Regions from separate parts of the Mus musculus genome. Here region 1 is linked to region 2. Evidence: chromatin contacts called from public Hi-C data. All regions are on one chromosome and are shown on one strand. Each heading gives the region's core, a stretch centred on a gene start, on an enhancer-like site or on the middle of the called end of the contact. The rest is flanking DNA. Distances are from core to core; before and after follow the strand shown. Region 1 overlaps Swt1 (SWT1 RNA endoribonuclease homolog (S. cerevisiae)). Region 2 overlaps Gm36139 (a long non-coding RNA gene).

Region 1 (7,788 bases), core at 131-2,630, 280 kb after region 2:
CTAGACCCTATCCCAAAAACAAGGTGGAGAGTGACTGACATCCACTGCTGGCCTCTACATGCATGTTCACACACACACACACACACACACACACAAACACACCGTAAAAAAAATGGCTTCACTCTCCCACAGTGGTAGCAAACAGGGTAAAAGTCTGTTACAGATATCTCATCATCTACATACCGGTACTCAGTCTGAGAAACACAATCATAAAGTTCCCGGGCAGTGAATTTGACATTTTTGTTTACCTGAAAAGAACCAAAGTACAGTTAGTAAGGAGATATGTTAAAATGAATGAGCAATGAAATTACAACCCCAGTGGGGCATATCCTGAGAACAGAATTTCAGCTCTCCAGGCACTGCCTAAGACAACTGAATCAATGACAGGAAGAAGTTCAGTGACTGTAATGTTAACACCACACTCTATGCAAACTTTAGTTCTATTTTTACAACTCATCTATTCACTGAACTAGAAACAGTAGAAACGAGTGGCCCCAATGCAGTGCAATTTTACTTAAGAGCAGATTACTTTGCCATTCAACTGGACAGAAAAAAAAATATGTCTATAAGCTATTGAAAAGGTCTGATTTAGGACCTGGAGAGATGGCTCAGCAGTTAAGAGCACTGTCTGCTCTTCCAGAGGTCCTGAGTTCAATTCCCAGTAACCACATGGTGGCTCACAACCATCTGTAATGGGATCTGATGCCCTCTTCAGGTGTGTCTGAAGACAGCTACAGTGTACTCATATATATATATAAAATAAAAAATTTTTTAAAGAGGTTTGATTTAGGAAAAGGTTTGAATTAACGGTATTTCTGTCCCTTCCTCTTCCCTTCACTCACTCACTCACTCACTCATTCATTCATTCATTCCTTTTCTTCCTCCCTCCCCACCTCCTTAGGTTCCAGGAATTCCACTCAGAGCGTCATGCATGTTAAACAAATGCTCTTCCTTAGACGTATTCCCTAGTCCATGGACATTTTCTGAAAAATCTGTTTTTTAAAAAAGTCTGTTATAACCCAGAGATGTAATTTATAAAACCATAAATGTAAAAGTCTATCATTCAAACTGTTGCACACTTGAATCACAAAGTGAAAAACTTTTCTCTTTTGAAATTTTACTTTATCATTAGTATGTGGGTATGTATGTTAGTGTATGTTAGTAGTATATGGGTGTGTATGTTAGTGTATGTTAGTAGTATGTGGGTGTGTATGTTAGTGTGGTACACACACATGCCACGGTGTAAGTGTCAGAGTCAGAGGACAAATCTGAGTGACTGGATGAAGCTTGCATCAGCAGGTTTGCACAGCAAGTACTTTTGCCAGCCGAGACATCTCACTACTACTAATGCAGACGATGTTCTATTTATGTGCAATGAGTCACTGGTCTGGTCCGAGGCCTCTGGCTTCTGCTACACTATCAATACTGGATCCTCACTGGGACTCCCCTCAGCCCATTGTTGCCTGTGTCGTGGAGACCCTGCAGCTTTAGATCTGCAGGTCTGGCCCCTTGATAAGCTCCAGCAGCTCATAGATGGGGTAGATGTTAGAGTGGGCCAACTCAAAAGCCCTGGGTAGAATAACTGAGCTGTTCAATCCCAGTTCTCTAGCACTGCCCAAGGGCAGCTCGCCCAAGTGCCTATGCTGGCAAGGGGCAGGGCCAGCTCTCCTTGTATATCTTAAATATAATATGTTTAAGAAAACAAATGTTATTGGCAAATTTTTATGACACTAAGAAACTTTAATTTAGGCTAGCCTGTACAAGAGAGCAAGATCCTGGCTCAAAATAAAAAAACAAACAAACAAAAAAACCACTTTATTTAAAGAAAATATCAATAGCAATCTTCTTGTATTTATTTATATCCAAACAATATATAAATATTATATGAATAATATATAAATACTTTCCATACCTCATACTTGATTAGGAAGTTATAGAGAGTCTCAACATCTTGGTAATTACTATTAGGAGCCAAAATCCTAAAATAAATAAATAAATGGAAATTAATTTTAAACAAATCTTTAATTTTCTCCTTCAAACTTATACATGTCACTCATGTTTATCAAGTTTATTCAAAAGTTTTTCTGTAATTTCTTATGGGTAGGGGTCACTACAATATGAAGAACTGTTATTAAAAGGTCACAGCATTAGGAAAGTTGAGAACCACTAATCTAAAAGAAGAAAAGATACACTCTGAATATAGTAGGTTAAGCCTCAATGAGTAAATCCCTCTAACTCAAAATAAGAAAACCCTTTATTAGTGGCCAAGCACTCTGTTCATGACAATTAATTCAATTACTAAGAAGATACTTCTAAAACTGCAACTTGAAGTTTTTTTTAATATTTATTTATTTATTATATGTAAGTACACTGTAGCTGTTTTCAGACACTCCTGAAGAGAGCATCAGATTTTGTTATGGATGGTTGTGAGCCACCATGTGGTTGCTGGGACTTGAACTCAGGACCTTTGGAAGAGCAGTAGGCGATCTTAACCACTGAGCCATCTTAACAGCCCCTTGAAGTTTTTAATGAAATGTTTTGTTTCAACAAACTAGCAGAATCTAGATACAAACAATCCAAAATGCTGTCATTGTGCCAACTAATCCTTCTTTTTAAAGGCCTTACAGTATAGACTAGTCTGACTTCCAGCTGGAGTTCTTCATGCCTCAGTTCCCTGAGTATTGCTATGAGCCACTACACTCTATGCCAACTGAAAGAAGAGCTTTTATAAATAATCTTGCTTACCCTCAAAAGGTCAGCTATCCCAATATCTCAATTAGTAAGTCAAAAGTACTTTCTAATAAAATAGATAAAAATTAAAATGTAAAGTGACTAAGCACCAGTGGATCTGAAAAGATGCTGTGATTATAGACCTCCTTAGTAAGAAATCATGATGGTGATCCTGTCTGTGGATGGGCATGCTCTTTCCAAATGTTAAAAGAGAGTAGGACTTATGCAGGCCCTCGATTTGATCCCCACTTGAAAAAAAAAATGGGCAAGAGTAATAGAAAATTAATGTTTAGAAATTTCATAAACTCACAACAAGAAATACAGAAATTTCAGATCTTATGCCTGTAATTGTTTTAGAAAACAGCTCCAGGGGCTCAGTGGGTGAGGGAACACTTGCAACACAAGCACGAGAACATCAATTTGAATCCCTAGTCCTATAGTAGTAGTATACCTCAGTGCCGTGAGACAGAGGGTAGGGCACCCGCTAAAGCATGCTGTCTGCCAGCCTAGCACCAGCCTAGCTTCAGGAGTGTCCATCTTATGGAAATACAACAGAGAGGGACAGAACGAGAGAGAGGAGAGAGAGAAGAGAGGAGAGAGAGAAGAGAGGAGAGAGAGGGACAGGAGAGAGAGAGAAAGAGAGAGGAGGGAGAGAGAGAGGAGAGAAGAGGGAGAGAGGAGGGAGAGAGAAAGAGAGGAGGGAGGGAGAGAGAAGAGAGAGGAGAGAGAGGGGGAGGGAAAGGAGAGAGGGGAGAGAGAGAGAGGAGAGGGAGGGCGAGAGAGGAGAGAGGAGAAAGAGAGAGGAGAGAGAGGAGAGAGAGGAGGGAGGGAGGGAGGGAGGGAGGGAGGGAGGGAGGGAGAGAGAGAGAGAGAGAGAGAAACGCTTGTATTACAAGGTATTTCAAACTGAAACTGTAAAGTGAAGGTTTTAAAACAACTAATAAGAACCATCTTTTCTTAAACCAAGAACAGGTTTAATTTTTTGAAATCATATTTTATGATTAGGCCTTACATAGTCAAATTTATGTTAGTTATTATTTGTCCCTACAACTAAGTAGAGCATTAAAAAAGAAAAGGAAAAAAGTCATCTAAGCTTGAGGAACAGCCTCAAGGCCTGGGAAAATGGCCCAACAGGTAAGGCTGCTTACTGCGCAAACAAACAGATGATCTAAATTCAGTTTATTAGCACCTACATAAAAGCCAGGCATGGCTGTGCACATGATGCACTGTCACCCCAGTGCTGGGAGGTAATACAAACAGGTAGAGTCTGGGGCTAACTGACCAGCCAATCTAGTCAGAATGGCAATCTCCAGGGTCAGCCGAAGACCCTGTCTCAGATAAGATGAAGAAAACAACTGAGCAAGGGACCCCAACATCAATCTCTGCCACACACTCACACACACACACACACACACACACACACACACACACACACATGCGAGCGCGCATGCACACACACACACATACATACATACACACACACACACACACACACATACATACACACACATGCGAGCGCGCATGCACACACACACACATACACACACACACACACGCGCGCACACACACAGGGGTAGGGGAGAAGAGACAGCTTCAAAATGTATCATGTTTTCTAAAAGGAAAAACTAGCTTGTTCTCCCTCTTTCCTCTTCTGCATAGGATACTGAACATGAAACTAAGAAAACATTATTTTAAATACTTCATCTAAAAGTTATTACAGGCACAAATCTAAAATTCGCAAAACAGATGTGTAGCTTCCTTCAGTAGGTCTCGTTCTTCAACGCTATTTGCTATTGCTGTGTTCATACGCACGCGTGGAGCCCGCGGTGCGCGTGTGACATTAGGAGATGGCTTTGTGGGACTGGTTCTTTCCTTCCATCCTTCTGTTCTAGGAACCAAACAAGTCATCCGCCCTGTGCAGTGAGCACCTTTACCTGCTGAGCCATCTTATCATCGTCAAAGAGCATACTTCTCTGTTGTTATTGTCTTTATTTTTTGTTTTTCTTGCGACAGGGTTTCTCTGTTTAGCCCTGGCCATTCTGGAACTCAATTGGTACATCAGACTGGCTTGCAACTCAGAAATTCACCTGCCTTGCCTCCCAGGTACTGGGATTAAAGGCTTGTGTCACCTCTGTCTGGCTAGGGTATAATTGTTTTTAAAGGCCATTTCAATCTTATTTATAAAAGTAAAACATACATAAACATTAAGCTAAGTAGGCTGCAATTCTCACCCTCACTCTCCTCCTGTCTGTCTCTGTTTCTCCATGTAACCCTGGCTGTCCTGGAACTCAGAGATCTGCCTGCCTCTGCTTCCCAAGTGCTGGGACTAAAGGCATGCGACACCACTGGACCTGTCCTTGATTTCTAACTTAGAAGCAACGTATCATGTGTTCTCTCTCTCCTTCCTTCCTTCCTTCCTTCCTTCCTTCCTTCCTTCCTTCCTTCCTTCCTTCCTTCCTTCCTTCCTCCCTTCCTCCCTTCCTCCCTTCCCCCCTTCCCCCCTTCCCTCCCTCCCTCCCTCCCTCCCTCCCTCCCTCCCTCCCTCTCTCTCCCTCCCTCTCTCTTTCCCTCTCTTTCTTTCAGGACTTTGTTGAGATGGGATCTCTCATCATGCAGTCTAGGCTGGCCCTGAAATCCTGGTTCTTGTGCTGGGGTTATCACCGTGGGCCACCATTCTTGCTGTCTACTTTCACAGACACACAAACACACCTACAACACTTGCACTGGTGCTCTGAGTACTCAGTTTCCATTTTAAGCTATGTACATTTATAGTGTACCCCAAAGTACATTTGTAGAGTCCTGTTTTTATTAATTTTGTAGGGATATCCGTTTAAGCACAAAGTAAATGTATACATTTAATAATCCTCTATTAAAAGTAGAACATAACTGATTTTTAGAATTTTTATTCCAACTCCACAATTAATTTTTTCACTCTAAATAAAACTTTATTATCTTTTTTGTTTGTTTGTTATTGTTGTTGTTGTTGTTTTTCGAGACAGGGTTTCTCTGTGTAGCCCTGGCTGTCCTGGAACTCACTTTGTAGACCAGGCTGGCCTCGAACTCAGAAATCTGCCTGCCTCTGCCTCCCAAGTGCTGGGATTTAAAGGTGTGCGCCACCACCGCCAGGCTTATAGAACTTTATTATCATCTGTATTTACTACACAAAAGGGTTTGTGCTCATGAGAGTAGCTGTTTTGAACTAAGAATGTAGCACGATGGTAGAGTGACTGTCCAAAATGTATGACGCTCTGGATTCCAACTCTTATGGTGTCAGACAACACTGCTTTTTAAAAACAACCTTAAAACACTTCTGCTTATATAAAAAGAATTTTGTATGTTGCTCTAATAAAAAGAAAGCCAGTTACTAAGTCAATTGCAAATAAGGTAATTACATTTCCTCTCCACCCCCACCCCCTGAAAAAAGCCCAAGCATCAGCATCATTGGTATACTTCAGCTTTATACAATTTTCTTTCTTCACTTTTGTCTCCTCAGGTAGTGAGATTAAAGGTATGTACCACCATGCCTGGCAAAGAAGGATGCCCCCCCCCCCCAAATCAGGATCCAACACTGGTCTCCCAAGCAACAGGCAGGGATAGTCATCACTATGCTAATGAGGAAGATTTTATAGGGTTAAGGAAAAAGATAACTAACCCTTGTAACTTCAAAGTATATGTGTTTGAAAGTAGCATCAGGACTGGTATCTAATAAAACCTGACAGAGAGTAGTCAGGCTGTGAAGGATAAATCTGGACCTGGAACCCAAGTTGCATCTTTACTTAGTTGCATCTATAACTTAAGGGCATGCTTATCAGGCTGTCTTACTGTAGATGAGCACCATACTACTTTAAAAAGAAAAGGAAATAAATAATGCTAAAAGGTGCCACTGAGCCTGTATCTGAAAATGAACAAAATGAAACTAAGCTACTTTAATAAAAACAACAAATGATAATGAATTTCAATCATTATAAAATTATCATTGATGTTTAATTTAATCTATCCCTACTGCTCAAAAGAAAAACTTAAACGGAGATTTCTTTTTAAAAATATTTTGGTCTTCTTCCTTTCTTTTTTTTTTTAATGTAAAAGCCTTGCTAAGCAGCTTAGATTGGCCTTGAACTTGTCATGGTCCTGCCTCAGCTTCCCAAGTTCTGGAGTTACAGGTGTGAACCACTAAACTTAGCTAAATGCGCTTATTTGACTTAATTTGATTCTGATTATAAGGAATATTTTAAGCACTAGATGTCTAGTTGTCAAAAGTGTAATTCTTAATTTTTATATAATTATTAAATTTCATTTATTCTTTTTAAAACATTTATTTATTTATTTATTTTTATTTTATGTGTTTCGTCTGCATTTATATATGTGGACCATAAGCATTCCTGGTGTCTCGAGAGGCCAGAAGAGGGCACTAGATCCCCTGGAAAAAGGGTCACAGATGATTGTGCGCTTGCTGCCTTGCAGGGACTAGGGGACAAATCAAGGGAAATCAAAGAGCTTTTAACTGCTGAGCCATCTCTCCAGCCTCAAGTTTTCATTCAAATGTCTAAAGAATTAGAATGGGTGTTGGATAGCTCAGTGGTTAGGAGCACTGAATGACTGTCCTTGGCAGAGGAGCCAGGTTCAATTCCCAGCACCCACATGGCAGCTCACAACTGTCTGAAACTCCAGTTCCAGGGAATCCGAAGTCCCCTTCTGGCCTCCATGGACGTCAGGCACCCATATAACTTACATGCAGGCAAAACACTCATACGTATAAAAGATATAATAGTTGAGATAATAATGATGATGATGACAACTTATGCCAGGCCACTATGCCCAGAATTCCAGCACTCAAAAAACAATGCCAACAAACAAGAATTCAAGGCCAGGCTGGGATAATATTGAAATCCTGTTTCCAAGATAGAAAATAACAAAACTTTGTCATTTTGGTAGTTTCTTTTTGATCAATGAATGATGAGGTTAGTATCATACTTTTTATTCACATTATCTACTTGTAGCTCAAGAGATTAAAAAGAAGAAAAAGGCTAGAATGTACCACTGAAGAGGATTTAACCACGA
Region 2 (7,422 bases), core at 2,350-4,849:
GGGATGACGGAAAGTCTGGACCACACTCAGCCAGAGTCTGTTTCTTTCCTCTTCTTAAACACAGGGTTAGGTGTGGGAAGCCATTCTCACCGAAGCCTCAGAGAAACCTTGGTCTGGGTGTTTGGTACAGGGAAGGAAAGGGAATTTACAGCTATTTCCAATGAGCTGGCTGAGGGGCCTCTCATGAGTAACACATTATATTTGCCTGGATTCAAAACACTGGAAATAGAAAAATAAATAAGTCAGGTTGTCATGAGGCAGCCCACTATTTTTGTGAAGCCAAGCAGAGAGCCTGGACCGTAAAATGTTTCAGGATGAAAACTCAAGCTTCATAACTACAGTTATGAACACTTACTGGTAGAGAAGTGTTCTGTGTCACCAGGTCCTTCTTCACTGTGTGAACATTATGGAGAACACTTGCACAGACTAAGATGGCTGGCTGTCCTTTTAGCAATGCAATCTTGGGAGACAACTATCATATGTTGACTGAACCAGGCTTATGTGGTGTGTGTGTGTGTGTGTTTGTGTGTATGTGTGTGTTTGTGTGTTTGTATGTGTGTGTGTTTGTGTGTATATGTATGTTTGTGTGTTTGTATCTGTGTGTGTTTGTGTGTGTGTATGTGTGTGTGTGTGTGTGTGTGTGTGTGTGTGTATGTACTCTGATTCAGAGAATTAACCAGTGTGAGTGGAGTTCGATGTAGAAAGATCGGAGAACAGAACAGAAAACTGAAAACATAAAAAAAAAAAAATCTGTAGACAAGAGGTTCTCAACCTTGGATCAAAACCCCTTTGTGGGTTGAATGGCCCTCTCACAGGGGTTACCTGTCAGAAATCCTGCATTTCAGATATTAAATTACAATTCATAACAGTAGAAAAATACAGTTACAAAATAGCGATGAAAATAATTTTCTATGGTTGGGGGTCACTACAAGCTGAGGAGCTGTGTTAAGGGGTCACTACATTAGGAAGATTGAGAACCACTGCTGTAGACTGTGGGAAAGGAGAGTCTGGTGGTCAGAGTCAGAGCCAGGGCTTCCCTTCTGATCTCACTTGGATTGGCATGTCAGATATAGATACCTATGACCTGCAGACAAGGTATCACAGCCTGGGATACATATGACCTGAGCAAGGAGGTGGGGTGGGGGCAAGGAATGAAGGAGGGAAGAGACTACTTCGGCCCCAGAATATCAAACTGAGCTCCCTGAAGGACTCTGGCCAAGTGTTGAGAATCTAACTCTGGAATTCCAATTAAACCAGTGAAGTCTGTATATTTTTCATAACATTGCTTAAACAGAGTTCATTTTGTTTGTATATTTTCCTTCTTTGAGAAGAAATTCCATGTTATTCATCCATGTGCATCTATAATACTGAAAATATAGATGCTCAAAAAAATGTTCATTGAGCAAATAGGTCAGTCTTCTAAGCTAAAGTGGTGTATTCACTGAGGACCTTAGTCATGTGCTGACTAACTAGGTTTACAAAGGCAAAACAAAATGTCCATTTCTCCACTTCCAGTTAGGTTTCTTCCCTACCTTTTTACAGCATGTTCTTCACTGAAGTTAGTTAAGCATAATAGATACTCACTGATGAGTGGATATTAGTACAGAATACCTATGATGCAACCCACAGACCATAAGATATTTAGCAAGAAGGAAGGCCCAAGTGAGGATGGTTCAATCCCACTTAGAAGGGAGGCACAGGGAAGGAGGGACCTGGGTGGGAGAGGGGAGGGAGAAGGGAAAAGGGGGCAGGACAGGGATAATGGGAGGCAGGAGAGAAGCCTAGAGGGCCAGGAGAATGGATGGAAATATGCAGCTGCCAGAGGTGGAGGGTGGTGGTGGGGAACCTCTGGAAAGTCCCAGAGACCTGGGATGTGAGAGCCTCCCAGGACTCAATGGGGTTAACTTAGCAGAAATGCCCAACAGTGTGGAGATGGAACCTGAAGAGACCGCCTCCAGTACATAGACAGAGGCCACAGTGGAGGGATTGGATCACCAACTCACCTTTGAAATGTCTGACCCAGAATTGTTCCTATCTAAAAGAAATACAGAGACAAAAATGGAGCAGAGAATGAAGGGAAGGTTGTCTAGTGACTGGCCCAACCTCGGGTCCATCCCATGAGCGGGCACCAAACTCTGACACTATTACTGATGCTATGTTGTGCTTGCAGACAGGAGCCTAGCGTGGTTGTCCTCTGAGAGGCTCTACCAGCAGCTGACTGAGACAGATGCAGACACAGCCAACCATTGGACAGAGATCAGTGACCACTATGGGAGAGTTAGGATTGAAGGAGCTGAAGGGGATGGCAACCCCATAGGAAGAACAACAGTGTTAACTAACCTGGACCCTTGGGAGCTCCCAGAGACTAAGTCACCGACCAAAGAGGATACATAGACTGGTCTGAAGCCCTAGACACATACGTAGCGGAGGACTGTCTTGTCTGGCCTCAGTGGGAGATGATGCACCTAATCCTTAAGAGTCTTCATGGCCCAGAGAAGGGGGATCCTGGAGGTGGGGGTACCTTCTCAGAGGGGAAGGAAAGGAGGAGGGGTGAAGAACTCTGGGGGGTGGGGACCAGGAGAGGGACAACATTTGGGATGTAAATAAATAAAATAATTAACTAAAAAATTAATTAAAAAATATCTTAAGAAGGGCTGGAGAGATGACTCAGCAGTTGAGAGCACTGGCTGCTCTTCCACAGGACCTGGGTTCAATTCCCAGAGACCACATGGCAGCTCACAATTGTGTGTAACTGCAGTTCCCGAGGATCGGACACCCTCACACAGGCATTCAAGCAGGCAGACACCAACGCACATAAAAATAAATAAATTAGTTTAAAAAAAAAAAAACCTTACGAGTCCCTGCACATATACACAAAACACAAACAGTCACACATGGAGAAATAATGATTTTTTAAAAGCTACGGGATCAAACCAGTCTCAACTCTCCCTGGTATGTATCTTGTTCTAAATTCATAAGCCTTGAGAAAAATGTGTCTTGAAATTAGACTTCCTCTATTTCAATATCTCAAGTCCTTTCTCTCTCAGTAAGGAGTTTTAGCAGCAGCATGCACCACAATTGTTTCTTTCCTTTAAAATAAAACTGTACAACCCCAGAAAGTCTGTCTTCATTTCGGCGGCCCATGCAACGTCTCACAGTCTAGTCTATCACCATGCAATAGAGCCAAACCTCTTTCCAACGGTTACCAAATCTAATTAAAATTCCCTTATCACTGTGCGCACCCAGTGGTGAGGTTCTTTGTTTAACTGAGCATGGTGTAGTCACAGAACAGTTGGACCTTGAGCTTCCTTCTTCCACCTTTATTCTGCTGGCTTTCAGTTTGATTTCCAGAATACCAGATATATCATCAGTTGATATCCAGAACTTTTCCTCTTCTGCATTTTCATTTGTGGTTCATTTTATTATATTCTGCTCCTCTGGGCTTCTGAACAAACTTTGCTTCTGTAGCACTGGGGGCTGGGGGAGGGGGGGGCAGGGGCGGTGGGGGGGGGGGTGCGGTGCGGAACAAAACCAAACCATGGCTGCTGTTAAACACTCTATAAGGAAGTGGTTGCCCTAGCAACCGTAACCACAAGCAAGCCATTGGAAGCTCTTTCTCCTTGTGTGATTTGTTTGGTTGCTAAAATACTGCAAGCATTTTTGTACATAGTCAGGGAGTAAATATCTCAGTTTCCAGAGCGAGCTGGGAGCAGAGCAGGTGATAAGGCTTTGGAACAGCTGTCGGGTGATAAACAGTAAACGTTTCACGTGACGACTTCAGCCTGGTGATTGATCTCTAAAGGGCAAATGCTAAACTTGTTATAGTTAAGAATCCAAACTGGTGACTGCCTCAAGGACACAACTCTTAAATGGGAGTAGTTAGAAATTCCACAGAAGTCAAAAGTTTCACTTAAAAGACAGGTGACATTTCAGTTTTATTAATTCATAAATAGGTGCCAAATGCTGGTTCTCCAATTATAAATAAAACACCAGAAACTTGGCTAAAAGTCATTATAAGGGCATGTCCTCGCTCTCCCCATATATATATATATATAATAAACAAATATTTGTGTATATACATATATGTGTGCATACATACATGCATGTATATACATATATCCATGTATATACATAAATATGAGTATGCAAAGCATCAGTTTAAATTGTTACTGAAGAATTTCTCTAGTTTCTTACGACTCACAAAATCTAAAGGATATCTATTTCTGGAAAACATTGGAAATAAAGATGTCTTCCAAGAATCAAGACTTTTTACAAGTAAAGGGAAGTTTTACAGCTTGCCAACAACTACTAGAAGAGTGTGTAAGAGTGCCATAGGCATCTCAAGACATGAGTGCAAGTAAGACCATAGCATCCCATGCTGCCCAGGGCTTCTGGAATCTGTCAAGGATGGGATATAATAGGATGCACATGTGTGCGTGTGCACGCGCGCGCGCACACACACACACACACACACACACACACACACACACAGAGGCAGGGTTGGTGGCAACTGCAGTCCCAGCCTTGGGAAAGTAGAAGCAAGACAGTCAGTGGCTCAATGTCTACATGAGATTCTGTATCAAAACAGCAACAGTAACAGTAACAGGACAACTTTCCTACCCAGTCCCAAACTGTCCTTGATTTGGGGATTTCTTCGGATGGGTTGATGTCAGAGCAATTTGAATAAAACATATACTCACGTCTGTGCCCATGTAATTTGTTAGGAAGAAAGCCATGTAAAAAGAGTGCCCTCCAAGTTTCATCAAGGGAGACAATGGTGATGGGAAAATTTGGAGCTCTGGACACCAGGACAATTGAGCAATGGGTGGGAAAATTATAGAGCTCTAGTCAGAGTTTTATCCCAAAATGCTGAAGAGGCCTGTGGGCTTGGGTAGGAATTAAAATGGGGGGGGGGGAAGCAAGCAAGCAGGAAGGAAGGGAGAGAAGAAAGGAGAGATGACAGAGAGAGCAAGAGGAAACACGGGGTAGGCTGCTCAAGGTTGGTGACACTCAAGGAACCAAAGCAAAAGTCAGTGTGTGTGTGTGTGTGTGTGTGTGTGTGTGTATGCACTAAGTGGAAGCTTGATCATCATCTGAGTGATTCTGAGAACACTGTCAAAATGAAGCCAAAGGGATGTGTGTGGGGCCTGGTCATGAATGGACTCATTTCCTCAAGGACCCAGAGAACTGACTGTCTCAGTGCTGCTCTGCATTCTACAGAGACAGTGTTTGTGCCTTCTCTTCATTCATGTCTTAGGACAGAAGACAGCTAGCTGCAAGAACAGCAAGTACAAGCAGGATGTTTCTATTTAGGTAGCTTTCTTGTCTGGATTCCCAACTCTAACATGGCGAACTCTGTCCCACTGCTTCTGGGCCCGATGGGCCACGTGCAGGTCAAATGTCAGGTGGGATCCCTCAAAATCATGGCTTCTGAGACTTCAAAAGCTTGCTTGAAACACCATCATAAAACATTGCCTCAACAGGAGGGAGTTCAGGCCACCTTGCAATGACTCTAACATCTACCTCCGGTTGTACCAGCTGCTAAGTATCCTTAAACCTAGATCTTTTGTATAGTTCTTCCCACTTAATTTTCTTACAGATGACACATTTGTATCTGAACCTATTCTATGGGGAATTCGAGATAGAATTCTTGACTGAATTGAGCTGGAAATTAAACCTTCAGTCTGTATTTAAGCAACACCCAAAGCTCATCTGTGATCTCGGGGGTTGTTTGTTTGTCTATTTGTTTGTTTGTTTTTTGTGGTACTGTACTGCTTATTGCAACCCAAAGTGCTGTCCTTACATAAAGACCCTAGAAAGCATGTTGCCTTTCCATAGAGACGCACTGGGCTTTTCTGGCACTGGTGGTTCTGACAGACACTGACTCAGTAATGGACTGTGACCATTTGTGTCCTCTCTGGGCATAAAGCTGGCCTGGGGCTCTTCTTTATCCATTCTACAGAACGCCTCACTCTGTGTCATGTGGAGTTCCTTCTGAATGTATCATTCTTCCTTCAGTCCTGCCTGCTCTGTACCCAAATATCCCGACTGCAAGTGTTGAATTGTCAATGTAGGTAGTACACTAAATAAAAAAGTGGCATGAGTTTGGGGTAGCAGCTCTCTTGCCTACTGTAAGAGAGAGGTAAGGGGTCTCCATTTGGGATTGGACAAGAATCCAGAAAGGATATTGGACCTGTTTTCTTACAGAGAAGGAATACAGCCAAGCTGTAGACAAGTCATGACACTTTCATCCCTGCTAGGGTTACCTTTTAGAGAATATTCTGGAGTGCTGTGTACTCTGATTATTCATATGTATCTTTAACTAAAGGCCCCACCCATATCCCTGGCAACCCTCATCTCAGGCGAGCAGGGATGATTGGCCAAACATTAGTCATATATAAAATTGATGACACACTAAATCCTACTTATAGCTTATATACTGTTATATAATATGGTAATACAGTCACATGTTTTTCTGTACTATATTAATATGCCTGTATTCCTTTAAACATTACATCTATAGCATAACATCAGAGTAAATGAGTGCTATATACTTTAAAACGCATTTGAATGATCGTGTATTTATGGAACAGTTGTTTATCCTTTTGGTTTCAGGGGCTGGGGAGTTAAGACAAGGTCTCACTAGCTGGCTGGGAACTCATTATATAGACCAGGTTGGCCTGGAACTCCCAGAGACCTGCTTGGTTTTGCCTCTGGAGTCCTAGGATTAAAGGCCTGTTCAACCACACCCAGTTTAGGGTACAAGATTTTAAAAGGTAGAATTATAAACAAATATCATAGAACCGAATGGGCAAATGTTTCATTTCATTTTCTTCCCCTGTAGTTCTACCTGATTCCCAGATGTTCTGGGGCTGAGGGATGGAGTGCTCACTTAGTGTGTGCAAGACCTTGGGTTCAATTCACAACACTGGGGGAAAAAAAACTGCCTCATTCTGCTGTGTACTCAACTAATAGAACTTCTAAAATTCCTTCAAAGAACTAAAAAAGAAAATTTAGAATTATCTGATTTTATCAAATCTATACATTTCCTTTCTCCATGTAGCACAAAGGTCAAAAATTTTCTAGGAATCGTTTTCAGAAAGCAATGGCAGGGCAAACAAAACAAAAAAAACAAAAACAAAACACAACAAAAACCCCTCCAATTCTGGTCACACCAAAAACCTAATTTTACAAACTAGATGATCAGATCTTCAACCATCACTTCTGTAAGCCTTGATGAGCGGGTGAAAGGTTCTGAAAGTATGGAAGGTCCATGTACACACCTGTCAGAAGGACTCGTGCTTCCCACATCAACCATTGCTCCTTCATGCATTTCCAAGTTGCTCATTGAGAACATGTGTGCACCCAGAGATCCACCACCTGGTGACCATTGCAGCTTCTGAGAAATCAATGGGGCAACCT

What was found. Hi-C and Micro-C count contacts between places; a contact is called where the count stands out from the background.
Region 1: a contact with region 2 is called in a Hi-C map of bone marrow-derived macrophages, with 20 read pairs. The contact joins two enhancer-like sites. A contact is called at or near these places in 5 of 484 Hi-C or Micro-C datasets (CD8 T cells, the CH12 cell line, the N1E-115 cell line and 2 more), 12 of 115 datasets of contacts at active chromatin or transcription factors (embryonic basal ganglia, embryonic limb bud, embryonic stem cells and 5 more) and 3 of 9 other capture datasets (adipose tissue, embryonic stem cells and liver).

Annotation. Positions count from the first base shown.
Region 1 is chr1:151,370,396-151,378,183 of GRCm38.p6, forward strand. It overlaps Swt1 (SWT1 RNA endoribonuclease homolog (S. cerevisiae)), which reads right to left. Exons shown (of 20, transcript NM_025819.4): 18 at 1,913-1,979; 19 at 184-248. Among named protein-coding and RNA genes, the nearest start is that of Ivns1abp, 30 kb to the left of the region's middle. Within about 2 kb of position 1,381, at least 18 of the 459 cell types and tissues checked have an H3K27ac peak or open chromatin away from gene starts, as enhancers often do. A contact at or near this core is called in bone marrow-derived macrophages, where this site is marked.
Region 2 is chr1:151,092,627-151,100,048 of GRCm38.p6, forward strand. The region is part of intron 1 of Gm36139 (a long non-coding RNA gene); the gene reads right to left. Among named protein-coding and RNA genes, the nearest start is that of Gm36077, 12 kb to the left of the region's middle. Within about 2 kb of position 3,600, at least 110 of the 459 cell types and tissues checked have an H3K27ac peak or open chromatin away from gene starts, as enhancers often do. A contact at or near this core is called in bone marrow-derived macrophages, where this site is marked.